4 separate regions of the Mus musculus genome follow, and all the other regions are linked to region 2. Evidence: chromatin contacts called from public HiChIP or PLAC-seq data. All regions are on one chromosome and are shown on one strand. The core of a region is the stretch at or near the end of the contact, and the rest is flanking DNA. Distances in the headings are between cores, read along the strand shown.

Region 1 (2,867 bases), core at 232-2,731, 450 kb before region 2:
CCTGGTCTACAGAGTGAGTTCTAGGACAGGACATTTAAGCCAAGGGTTCACTGTGCCTTTCCCTGTTTAAGCTCAGTGGACATGACAGAAAAACCCTGTCTCGAAAAACAAACAAACAAACAAACAAAAAAAACCAAACAAACAAACAAAAAAGTATAGGTGTGTTGTTCCTGTGGGGGCTGGGGGGGGGGGTGCAGAGAGAGACAGAGAAAGCAGGACGATATCAATGAGACATCCCAAAGAATATCCACTGACACATTAAGCCGTGGTGATTTCTGAGCAGGTTCTAGGTAATTTGATTTTTTTTTTTCCTTTACATTTCTTAGTGTTTCCCACCGAGGGAATGAGGTTGCTTTAGGAGGGAGTCAGGTCTCTTTCTGAGATGCCTGTGGCTGTGGGAGGAGCCGCTAACAGCAAGGCAGTCTACACACTAATCAGTCTACACACTAATCAGCAAGGGGGCTTCTAGTTCTGTGGGCCAAAATTCCTGGAAAGTCCGCCCACCATGCCCTGTGTGGGACTCACCTGTCGGGCACCACCTGGCACAGCTGTAGGGTTGTCAGCCTGCACATCTGCCTGCAGTGCACAGCAGTGTAGTGTGAGGCTCCCACCCCCAGCACTGCAGAAGGGGAACTCCGCAGGGAAGTTCCAGGCCTGATGCCTGAGGGCAACGAGCAGATCCCGGGGGCACAACCTATTTTGGAAGGATCTTGGCTGCCAACATGGATTGGGAACTGGCACAGTTCCCACTTTAGAGGGTGAGAGGGGACACTGGCAACATAGGAGGCAGACATCAGAGAGGGACTCCATATGGTAACAGTGTGGTGATAGTAGGCTCTGGGTCCAACCCCAGCTCTCCATCGCTCGATCATGGATGGCCATATACCCTATGCCACTCTTCTCATCGAGAGGTAGAGCCTGTCTCTAGATGGCTGAGCCTTGGACTCCCACATGGCGCCCGGCTGTCAGGGGGGCCACCTGAAAGAGCAGAAGTCATGCAGAGGGACAACTTGTCAGCTGGGCACGTTCAGGGTTCAGAACCAGTAGCCAGGCCCGGGCACACCTCAGAGTCAGGAGACAGGATAATGGCAGCAGGCAGTGCTCAGCCAGAGCTGTATGAGGCCAGCTTCGCCTTGACAAGTCAGAGTCTTGGCTTTCTTATCCTTACGCAGGGAATGCTAACTTGGACGGGCAGCATCTGAGACTCAACAGGCTGGTTTTGGAGCTGAGGAAGCTTCATTCTCTGAAGTACAGGAACTATTAACACTTCCTGCAACTGGGGAGGGACCTTCGAACAAACAGCCCCTGTTCCCAGTGACTCACCACACAGGTCGGCCACACCAGCGTCTCAACAGACAGCCTCTTCCCCACTAGTGCTGTCTTTGTTGGAGGGACCTTTAAAAGCCAGCCTCCCCCACCTCCCTCCAGCATCCAGAGAAGGACCAGGACCTCCTCACCCACAACTTCCCCATCTTTCCATGGTGCTTGCAGACATGGCCTTCAAAACCAGGCAGACACCAGCACTGTCAGCAACCTAACGGCTGGTGGCCAGGCTGGGAGGTGGCCCAGTGGGTACAGCGCCTGCCTTGGAACGTACGAGGCCCGGGGCTGGATCCCAGCACTTGATGGTGGTGCGGGTCTCTTCTCAGACAGCAGAGGCAGGAAAATGAGGGGTTCATTGCCATCCTCAGCTATATTGAGTTTGGGGCCAGCCTGGAATACATGAAACCTGCCTCAAAAATAAAGGGTGAAGGGGGCAGGTTTGAGATGGCTCAATGGGTAAAGAGGCCCGTGACCAAGTGTGACAAACTGAATGTGAATTTCATCCCTGGGACCACCCACATAGAAGGAGAAAACTGACTCCCACAGTTGTCCTTTGACCACCACATAAGGTGCTGTGGAATGTTTATGAGTGTGCACAAATACATACAAATAAATAAATACAATTTAAAATTCTAAGGAGTAATGCCGGGCGTGGTGGCGCACGCCTTTAATCTCAGCACTCGGGAGGCAGAGGAAGGTGGATTTCTGAGTTCGAGGCCAGCCTGGTCTACAGAGTGAGTTCCAGGACAGCCAGGGCTATAGAGAAACCCTGTCTCGAAAAAAAAAAAAAAATTCTAAGGAGTAGACATCAGGGTTAGAGAGATGGCTTTATGGTGAAGAACATGAGCTGCCCTTCAGACGACCGACCGGGGTTTGGTTCCCAGCAGGCACACGGTGGTTTGCAAATGTCTGTAACTCCACTTTCAGGGGATCCTCCTGCTTCAGCCCTCCGTGGATACCAGGCATGCAGGAGCTGTACAGACAGACATACATGCAAGCAAAACATTCATGCACATAAAATAATTTTTAAGTAGAGATCCTCTGACATCCACAGATAAAGCAGGGACAGCGTACCCACAGAGGATGAGGGCATTGCGGAGAAGCAATGAAGAGATGCTGTCTGGTCAGCAAGGAGAGCTGAGACATTCTCAGTGAAATGCAGGTGGTCCAGGGAGCACAGCAGCCACCAGGGCAGGGAGCATGGAAGCAGTCAGCCACCCCAAAAGCACCGAGGTCAGAGGAGGGCTTCACAGGGGCATGCGCTTTAACCCAACACTAGGGAGGCAGAGGCAGGGATCACTATGAGTCTGAGGCTAGCCTGGGCTACACAGTAAGTTCTGATCAGGAAGGGCTACAGAGCGAGACCTTGTCCCCAATATAAATAAATAAGAAAAGTTTTTTAAAAGGAAGTTTAGGGTTGGAGAGATGGCTCAGCGGAGAAGGGCACTTGTTTCTCTTGCAGAGGACCCAGGTTTAGTTTCCAGCATCAACATGGTGCCTTATAGCCATGACTTCAGTCCCGGGGGTCCAGTCCATGGGCACCA
Region 2 (2,700 bases), core at 17-2,516:
CCAGAAGAGGGTGTTGGAGTCTTTGGAACTGAAGTTACAGACTGAACTTGTGGGTGTGGGGAATTGAACCCAGGTTTCTTTGCAAGATCAGTAAATATTCTTCTATCCAGCCCTGTATGGAACTTTGGGTTTTGTTTTTTTGGTTTTTTTTATGTTTTTATTTATTTATTTTTTTTTTTTGAGACAGTCTTTATGTAGTACTGGCTAGTCTATAGCTTGCTGTGTAAACCAGGCTGTACTCAGATTCACAGACATCCTCCTGCCAGTCCCTCCCGAGTGCTGGGATTAAAGACCTGCACCCCTACGCCCTGCCTGTATGTAGCTTTTTAAAGTTACTTGTTTCATAACCACCGTGCAGTGGCCAATATCCACTGACTTCAGGTTGCACTTGCAGCTGAGGTGAGTGGCCTGCTCCGGGTTTGTTAGTGTAGTAGCTAGCGTTGGGTGTGTTGCACACTATAGAACTTACCTTTTTAAAGCTTGGAGACAAGCATACGGTTGGTTACTTCCTCTGTGGATGTTCTCTTATGTGGACATGTGTATGCCAGAGCTTGCTTTCATATCATCTCCAGAGATGGCATGGCCAGCCGGCACGTTCCTCAGGGGAAATGAAACTAAGCCACTTTGAGGCTGGTCCCTATGGGAAGCACAGTGTCCCAAGATCTCACAGGCAGGAATTCTTAGACACAACAGAAACATTTAATCAAAGAGATTGTAAAAGGTATATGATATTTCTTAGCAAAGCCCATAAATTCTGCCTTTATTATATTTCCTAATTTTTACAGCAATAACAGCTAAATTATAGGATAAATTGTGTATTCAGATACTTTTTGGCAACTTTAAAAAAATCAAACCTTTGTATTTTTTAAACCAAGAAACACCTCTTTGACAGTCTTAGGATCAAATCAGTTTGAAATTCTGCTTAGTTGCAGATTTATCTGCTCATACCATAACTCACTATCTGAGTTTCATGACAAACCAGAACCGTGTGTAAGGAGCGCTGTGTCTGGACATGCTTTGTGCGGTCATCCTGTGGTGTTTGGGGCAATCCACATTGTCTCCTCACAGTGGCTCAGAATTTCCAGAAACTGTAGTTACCATAGATACAGCGATTGTAAATCATTTCAGGAAATTAAATCCAGCGACCAAAACAAGGAGTTATTCTAAACCTGCTCTTTTGACCGAAACGTGAGTTGTTGGACCCCGAGGTGTGTGACGGAAGTGACTCAGCAGAGTGCAGCCTCAGGTTACATGCACAGTCTGCCTTTGTCCTCCTGAGTACACAGTGCAGTGCACATACACAGCACCGCCCTCAGACTTCGCCTCAGAGGTTTGCATTGCAATAAGTTCCTGTAACAATGTGGCTTCCATCTGCAAATTCATCTTAATACTTAGCAGCTTGAACCTGGACTGACTGAGGCAGATTACAGGGTCCTTCTGGGGACCCCTGCTTCCGGAGCACTTCCATCTTCACAGGAAGGAGGAGTGCCTTCCTGCCTTGGGCCTTGTTCTCCTCAGACTCGAGTGCTACCCGAGTGAAAGCAGACAGGAGGCCTGGCCAGAGCAGATCTGCTGCTAACTAATTGGATTTCCCTTTGCAGTGTGCCTTGGTGTGTGTGTCCGAGAGCAGAGGACGGCCACACTGGGGGTAGAGCATATGTTCCACAGCATAGGGGCTCCACAGGGCTAATCCTGCCAGGCTGTGGTCCTCCTTACAGTTGCACACTATGTCATTAGAATGAGTGTTTTATGCTTAGTGGCCTGGTGTTTTTCTTTTTTCTTTTCTTTTCTTTTTTTCTTTTGTGTGTGTGTGTGTGTGTGTGTTTCACTACTGGGGTTAAGACTATGGCTGTGTGTATACTCAACACTACCCCTGAGCTGTTCCCTCTGCCCAAGAAAAGCATTTTTTTTTAAAGATTTATTTATTATTATATATACATACACTGTTGCTGTCTCCAGACACACCAGAAGAGGTGTCAGATCTCATTATGGGTGGTTGTGAGCCACCATGTGGTTGCTGGGATTTGAACTCAGGACCTTTAGAAGAGCAGTCAGTGCTCTTACCTGCTGAGCCATCTTGCCAGCCCCGAAAAGCATTTTTTTTAACTCTGTAGATTTTTCTCTCTTTTCTTTTCCATCCCTGCCCTCTGCATTTACTGTGTGCATGTGTGTGACTACATAGTAGCCACAGCTCATGTGGCAGTCAAAGGAGTGCTTGTCAGGAGGCAGGCAGGCCTCTCCTTCTGTTAGTCAGGTTGTAGTGGCTAGCACATTGTCAGGCCTGGCACCAAATGCCTTTACCTAGTGAGCCATCTTACCAATCCCCTTCATATCCTCTCTGCTTTTGGGGGACTGGTGTCTCATATTGTAGCTCAGTCTAGTAACCTAGAACTTACTGTGTAGCCCAGGCTGGCCCCAAACTCCTGACAGTCCCCCTACCATAGCCTTTTGAGTACTGCGACTACAGACATCAACTCCCATGTCTGACTAGATGTTTCCTTTTGCTTTAGTTGATCTAAATTTCCCTGTACCTGAGAGCAGGCAGGGTCTCATGTGGCCCTGGTTAATAATCTTGAACTCGATATGTAACAGAGGCTGGCCTTTTAAAACTCCTGCTCCTTCTGTCTCTGCTTCTCGTGTATTGAGCTTACAGACATGCAGCACAATGCCCAGCTTGTAGTTTCAGTTCTTATGTTTTCT
Region 3 (2,936 bases), core at 20-2,519, 490 kb before region 2:
GACTCACCATAGACCCCAAAGTAGTAGGGTTGGCTGGCTGGGCTGGAACCTTCAGCATTGTCTTCCTGAATAAAGCCTTTCTGTTTAAGGCTGTCTGTATGAGGTATCCTGACACATCAATGGACCTAACACTCCTCTCACTCCTGCCTGCTGCTCTTAGGAGATACCTTTGTTCACCTGATACGCCTGCAGCTGGTCCCAGAATCCCTGCCAGGGGCCTGAGACACCTCCCAAGGGTCTTTGTTTACCGGGAGGAACAGGAGAAGAGGTGGCTTTTGCCAGGCCCCACCTACTAGCCAAGGGTCTTTTTGGATTGTTTGGGTCTGAGATGGTCTAATTAAGTAGCCTGGATTAGTTGTGAACTCACGGTGCTGCGCCTGCCTCTGCCTCCCAAATGCCACCATGCCTGGCTCGTTTCATTTTGTGCAAGGTCACTTGCTGGTCGTGCTTAGGACTGGGACCTGCAGCAGAGGGTGCACTGGCACTGCCTGTGTTCCAGAACTCTACTGGGTACTGCCCATCCCTTCCTTCATGCAAAGCTTCGAAATAACCCTTCAAGTCAGGCACTGTGCCCCTCTATAACAGGCGGGAGAACTGTGGTTGATGGGGTTAAAGATAGTGGTGAGGACGGCTTTCCTGATCTGGCTGCGCTGTGATAGCCAGGTTTCCGTTCACAGGCTAGTCTGCATTCATTTAATCCCAGGACTTAGGAGGCAGAGGCAGGTGGATCTTTGAGTTTGAGACCAGCCTGGTCTACAGAGTGAGTTCCAGGACAGCCAGGAATATATAGAGAGACTATCTCAAAAAACAAAACAAAACAAACAAAAAACAAAACAAAACAAAAAGGAGAGAAAGATAAAGACGTGACTGTCATCTAACTCAGGAGACTGGAGTACAGAGTGCTAACAGTTCAGAATGCATGTGGCTCTCTGTCTATAGGCGAAGGCTTCGAGAGAATGGCTGGGTCCTCTTTCCTCCTGGAAGAGGGGACCCCACCTCCATTATAGCTCTACACACACACACACACACACACACACACACACACACACCCCTCCCTTTATTGGGTCTGTCTATCTGGGAACCCCTGATCGGGGTGGCGGTGCGCACTCTCCTGCTGCCCACAGGCACAATCTTCCTGTCTCTAGAGCAGCTCAGCACTGATGGCGGAGGTCGGTCCTTAGACACTTGAACTCTGAGTAATCCTGGCCCTGGCACCCCACACGGCAATCAGTCTTGCCATCAGACTACAAGCTCAGCAAACACACACTATTGACTTATCCTCACGTCCTCACACGGTGGCGGAAGGCTGGAAGCACGCTGTCATCACAGCCATGAGGTGCACACAGCCTGCCTGGTTAGCCACGGTGCCACCAAAGCCTCACAGTTCTCACAGCAGGATAAGCTCTAAGAGCCCTGAGGCTGGGGAACTGGCTTCTCCTTTTTTGTTTTGTTTTTATTTTTGAGATAGGGTTTCTCTGTGTAGCCCTGGAACTTGCTCTGTAGACCAGGCTGGCCTCGAACTCAGGGAGGTATGCCTGTTTCTTGTGGGATTAAAGGCATGTGCCACCACACCCAGCTAACTGGATAGTTCCTTGACTGTTGTCCCATTTTGCCTGGACTTTGGGCTCCTCTGGGCTGGTGTTCAGCCCTGTCCACCACTGCCTGGCCCACTCTGGCATGGTGCCCAGCCCTGGACATTCACCAAGTGCTGCTGGGGAAAGAAGCACACAGAGAGAGGAGAGCCACTGGTCTACCTGGCTCCTGTGTGTGTGGGCTGCCATGGAGCGAGAGTGGACAGGGGAGGGGAGGGAGGGTTGTGAGTACCACCTCCTGAGTCAGTCCTGTGCCAGCAACGGCCCCAGGCCCTGTGCTTCCTTGTTGCTGTGTGAGACCTGCACTGCCGACCTCCTGGGGACACAAGGGTGGCAGGGAAGTTTAGTGTGGACCCACATGGAGGGGTTGGAGCCCTGCAGCCTTCCTACCGTCTCAGGGTTCCTTTGGGATCCCCAAAGGGACTCTGGGGCAAAAGCCCCAAACTCATGGGCACAGGGCAGGGGTTACTACTGAGAGCTGTGGAGGGCTCAGGTGAGGAGACTGAGACGGGGGGCCTGAGGCAGCTGTGAGGGTCCCTGTTTTGCTGTGGGTGGTCTCTGTGTCCTGATAGGATCTCACTATGTAGAACAGGCTGGCCTTGAGCTCAAGGGCTCTGTCTGCTTCTGCCTCCCAAGTGCTGGGATCAGAGAGAACGTCATCATGTCAGTTTATCCATTTCAACTTTGGGACAAAACAGAACAAGAGCTTTTAAGTTATGAAAGTCACACGTGGTTGCTGAGAAAGACGTACAGCGCAGGCTGTGTCTTATAACGGACACGCCTCACCCCTCAGGACTCTAAATCAACTCCTGTAGTCCTCTGGTTTGCACTGTCTAACATTTATTATACATACGGGTGTTGGGCTTTTTGTTCAAACAGGCTGGCCTGGAACCTGTGATTCTCCTGCTTCAGCTCCCAAGTGCTTGGATGACAGGCGTGAGCCACCATGCTTGGCTCTACCCTATTCTTTTAGATTTATTTATTATTATATCTAAGTACACTAGCTGTCTTCCGATGCACCAGAAGAGGGCGTCAGATCTCAATATGGATGGTTGTGAGCCACCATGTGGTTGCTGGGATTTGAACTCAGGACCTTCGGAAGAGCAGTCGGTGCTCTTAACCACTGAGCCATCTCTCCAGCCCCCTCTACCCTATTCGTTTTTTTTATTATTATTACATATTTTCTTCAATTACATTTCCAATGCTATCCCAAAAGTCCCCCACCCCCTCCCCCCCACTCCCCTACCCACCCATTCCCATTTTTTGGCCCTGGTGTTCCCCTGTACTGGGGCATATAAAGTTTGCCTGACCAATGGGCCTCTCTTTCCAGTGATGGCCGACTAG
Region 4 (2,966 bases), core at 227-2,726, 390 kb before region 2:
TGCACGGGCTGACCATCTTCAAAGGAGAAAGACTCTGCAAGGAGAGCAATGCCAGTCCTCCTCTGGAGCTTGTGGCCATGGAGGGCACTTGGGGCTGCCAGACCTCCCTCCACATGGGTGTCTGGGGCGCCTCACCTTTCTGTATCGTCACCTGGTGAATGTACGCAGTGGTCCCGTCCTCCAGCTGGATCACTTGCCCTTCAAGCAGCTTCTCCCCTGGGGACGTAGAAGCAGAGAAGTGGACCAGGCTGGCAGAGGCCCACCACGTGCTTGCCCGCTGTGGCAGATGCCTATTTGAGTCTCTGCATCCTTGCCTATGGTCCAAGCATGGGAACATCCACCACGTTCCCTTCGCCACCTCTTAAGCCTCAGTCTGGAGGCCCTGAGGAGAAACATCCTGCCATGAAGTAACTTTATCTGCCACTCTGCAAGAAGCAATTTCCTTTCTTACTACCCAGGCCTGTGAAGACGGGAACTTCTGATCTAACGGTGAGCTGCCCAGACTGAGCTAAATGGAGAACAAAGAATATCCTGAAACCAGGGAGGATTCCCAAATGCCAAGAAATTCAGATACACAGCCAACTAACAGTTAAAACAGATTTCCTCATTCCCCCTGTAACAGTGTGCCAAAATCTGGGGCCTCCACTGTGACATGCTGTGGTAGGGGTGATAGCCACAATGTACTCTGGGGCCAGGACTGACCTCCCGAGTGTGTAAGCCTGCGCCCATACTCAGCTTGAGTCTCGGCTGCATGCTCCTTTGAATAGTTGTCTCTTCCTAATGCAGTGGCTGTGGACTTGAGTGAGCTCACAGAGAGCAGGCAGGAACACACTCAGCCCTCCATAGGCTGCAGCCTTCACGCTGGTGAGCCCCACAGGCAGAGTAAAAGCAATGGGAGCCAGATTGGTGGTGTTCATCTACAATCCCAGCACTTGGGAAGTGGTGGAGGAGGCACAGGAGGTCAAGGCCAGCCTCTGCTACAGTTTGAACTTGAAACTAGCCTGGGCTACAAGAGATCCTTCTTGAAAAACAGCAACAAAAAACAAACGAAAGAAATGGAAGTGAAGGGATAGAGAGGTGTGGATTCATGTGCCTGTGCGTGTACATGTGTGTGTATATGTGTGTGGCGTTTGTGTGCACATTGAGTGTGCACGTGTGTGCACGTGTGTGCACATGAGCATGTGCATAGGCCAGAGGTCAACCTTGGGTGATGTTCCTCAATAAGCCTTCCCTTGCCTTTGAGACAGCATCTCTCATTGGCTGGCCAGGAGCTCCCAGGTTCCATAGGCTGGCGGGCCAGAGAGTCCCCAGGGATCCTCCTGGCTGGGGGATTAGAAGCACGTGCCACTTCACCCAGCTTTTGATGTGGGTGCTGAAGGTTGAACTCGGGCCCTCACACTTTCATGCTCCATGAGTGAGCTATCTGCCTAGGCTGAGTGTGGCTACTGTGGGGGTGGGGTCTATGACTCACCTTACTGTCATGTGAGCATGTTTCCTTACTTGATCTATGCAACCTCAAGCCCCACTCCCACCCCACCCACCAAAGCTTTCCTTGAGACAGGATCTTGCTCTGTAGTCCATGCTGGCCTGGAGTTTGCTAACCAGACAAATGAAGACTTCAAAGTCATTGTAAGCTCCTGTTTCTGCCTTCTACATGCTGAGGTTACAGGAGTGTGCATCCTGCCAGGCTTTTTCTTCCTTTCCAGGGCTGGGACTGAACCTTTAGCCTTTGCATGTCAGGTAAGGGCTTCAGCCAGGAACGTGTATCCCTAAACCTTGATTATTTTATGCAGGGTCTTGATATGTGGCTCAGGCTGGCCTCATATTGCAATCCTCCTGCCTACGTCTCTTGTGCTTTGGGGGGACCACAGGTATAGGCCACTGTGTCCTGGACTCTTTTCTCTTCTCTTAGATGGGGGTCTCAAGTTGCCCAGGTTGGCTTTATCCTCACTATAGAGCTGAGGATAGCCCTGAATTCCTCCTGTCTTCCTGCCTTCACACCTAAGTGTGAATGAGCCACCACACCTGAGTGGGCTCTTGGGATCAGACTCAAGGGCTCCCTGCTCAGGCTGTTCTCTTGGGAGAGAATGGGAGTGAGGACAGAAAGAAAGACAGGGAGACTGACAAGTCAATGCAGGAGATGTGTTCACTCTTTCTTCAGCTCAGGAACTGAGCCCTGCAATAAGGAGAAACGTCAGCTGGCCTCTTCTGACTCAACTATCTGCTGACATTGTCCCATCAGGGGAATCCCCAAACTCACCCCTAGAGGGATTCTCCATGGGTTCTGGTGCTCTGCACAGTTGTGACTCCTCAGCTCCATAGTTATGCATAACCTTGAATGGCAAATGCCCTTTTGCTTTAGAAAGTTCTAGAAACTATAGGAGGTGGGTTTAGCTGGAAGAAGTTGGTCCTTGGAGGTCATGTGGGGTGTGTGTGTGTGTGTGTTTCCCCTTGGCCCGTTTCTGCTTCATTTCCTCCTTCCTGTCAGCCGTGAGGTGAACAGCTCTCTCCTACAGCCCAGAGGCTCCCGTCTACAGTGATGTTCTGCTCAAGTACATGGGGCCAAATGACTAGGACTGAACACCTTAAAGACATGAGCCAAAGTAAACCCTCTCTCTTTCACATCGGTCACGTAAGGTATTTATGTTGTCCCAGCAAGGCAAAGGAACTGGTGCCAGAGAAGAGGGATGTGGCTGTGACCTGGCAGTGTGGATCTTAGGTCTTGGGAACTTTCTGTGGAAGGACTTTGGAAAAGTATGGAGCAGCAAGCCAGAGAAGGCTTAAGCTGCTGTAAGCGGAACTTAATAAGCAGTTTCCTGTGTGAGTTCAAAAGACCAGGATGCCAAGTGCAAGTGGGCAGTTGAGATTAGGCTCCTGCACCTTCAGAGGGGACAGGACTCCAGTGGGGACAGACCAGAGGACCACGAATGGTACATTCTAGCAAAGAATATCATGCATGTCCTAAG

The links. HiChIP or PLAC-seq counts read pairs in DNA pulled down with a chosen protein or histone mark.
Region 1: a contact with region 2 is called in an HNF4G HiChIP or PLAC-seq map of pancreatic cancer cells. The contact joins two enhancer-like sites.
Region 3: a FOXA1 HiChIP or PLAC-seq map of pancreatic cancer cells shows a contact between it and region 2. The contact joins two enhancer-like sites. A contact is called at or near these places in 2 of 115 datasets of contacts at active chromatin or transcription factors (embryonic stem cells and pancreatic cancer cells).
Region 4: a FOXA1 HiChIP or PLAC-seq map of pancreatic cancer cells shows a contact between it and region 2. The contact joins two enhancer-like sites. A contact is called at or near these places in 3 of 115 datasets of contacts at active chromatin or transcription factors (embryonic stem cells and pancreatic cancer cells).

The regions. Positions count from the first base shown.
Region 1 is chr17:28,250,280-28,253,146 of GRCm38.p6, reverse strand. All of the region lies in intron 2 of Ppard (peroxisome proliferator activator receptor delta), which reads right to left. Among named protein-coding and RNA genes, the nearest start is that of Ppard, 19 kb to the right of the region's middle. Within about 2 kb of position 1,481, at least 35 of the 459 cell types and tissues checked have an H3K27ac peak or open chromatin away from gene starts, as enhancers often do. A contact at or near this core is called in pancreatic cancer cells, where this site is marked.
Region 2 is chr17:27,798,772-27,801,471 of GRCm38.p6, reverse strand. All of the region lies in intron 1 of Ilrun (inflammation and lipid regulator with UBA-like and NBR1-like domains), which reads left to right. Among named protein-coding and RNA genes, the nearest start is that of Ilrun, 20 kb to the left of the region's middle. Within about 2 kb of position 1,266, at least 231 of the 459 cell types and tissues checked have an H3K27ac peak or open chromatin away from gene starts, as enhancers often do. A contact at or near this core is called in pancreatic cancer cells, where this site is marked.
Region 3 is chr17:28,289,209-28,292,144 of GRCm38.p6, reverse strand. All of the region lies in intron 3 of Ppard (peroxisome proliferator activator receptor delta), which reads right to left. Among named protein-coding and RNA genes, the nearest start is that of 1810013A23Rik, 19 kb to the right of the region's middle. Within about 2 kb of position 1,269, at least 51 of the 459 cell types and tissues checked have an H3K27ac peak or open chromatin away from gene starts, as enhancers often do. A contact at or near this core is called in pancreatic cancer cells, where this site is marked.
Region 4 is chr17:28,192,216-28,195,181 of GRCm38.p6, reverse strand. Zfp523 (zinc finger protein 523) reads right to left here. Exons shown (of 14, transcript NM_001357995.1): 3 at 136-216; 4 at 1-34. Among named protein-coding and RNA genes, the nearest start is that of Def6, 14 kb to the left of the region's middle. Within about 2 kb of position 1,476, at least 42 of the 459 cell types and tissues checked have an H3K27ac peak or open chromatin away from gene starts, as enhancers often do. A contact at or near this core is called in pancreatic cancer cells, where this site is marked.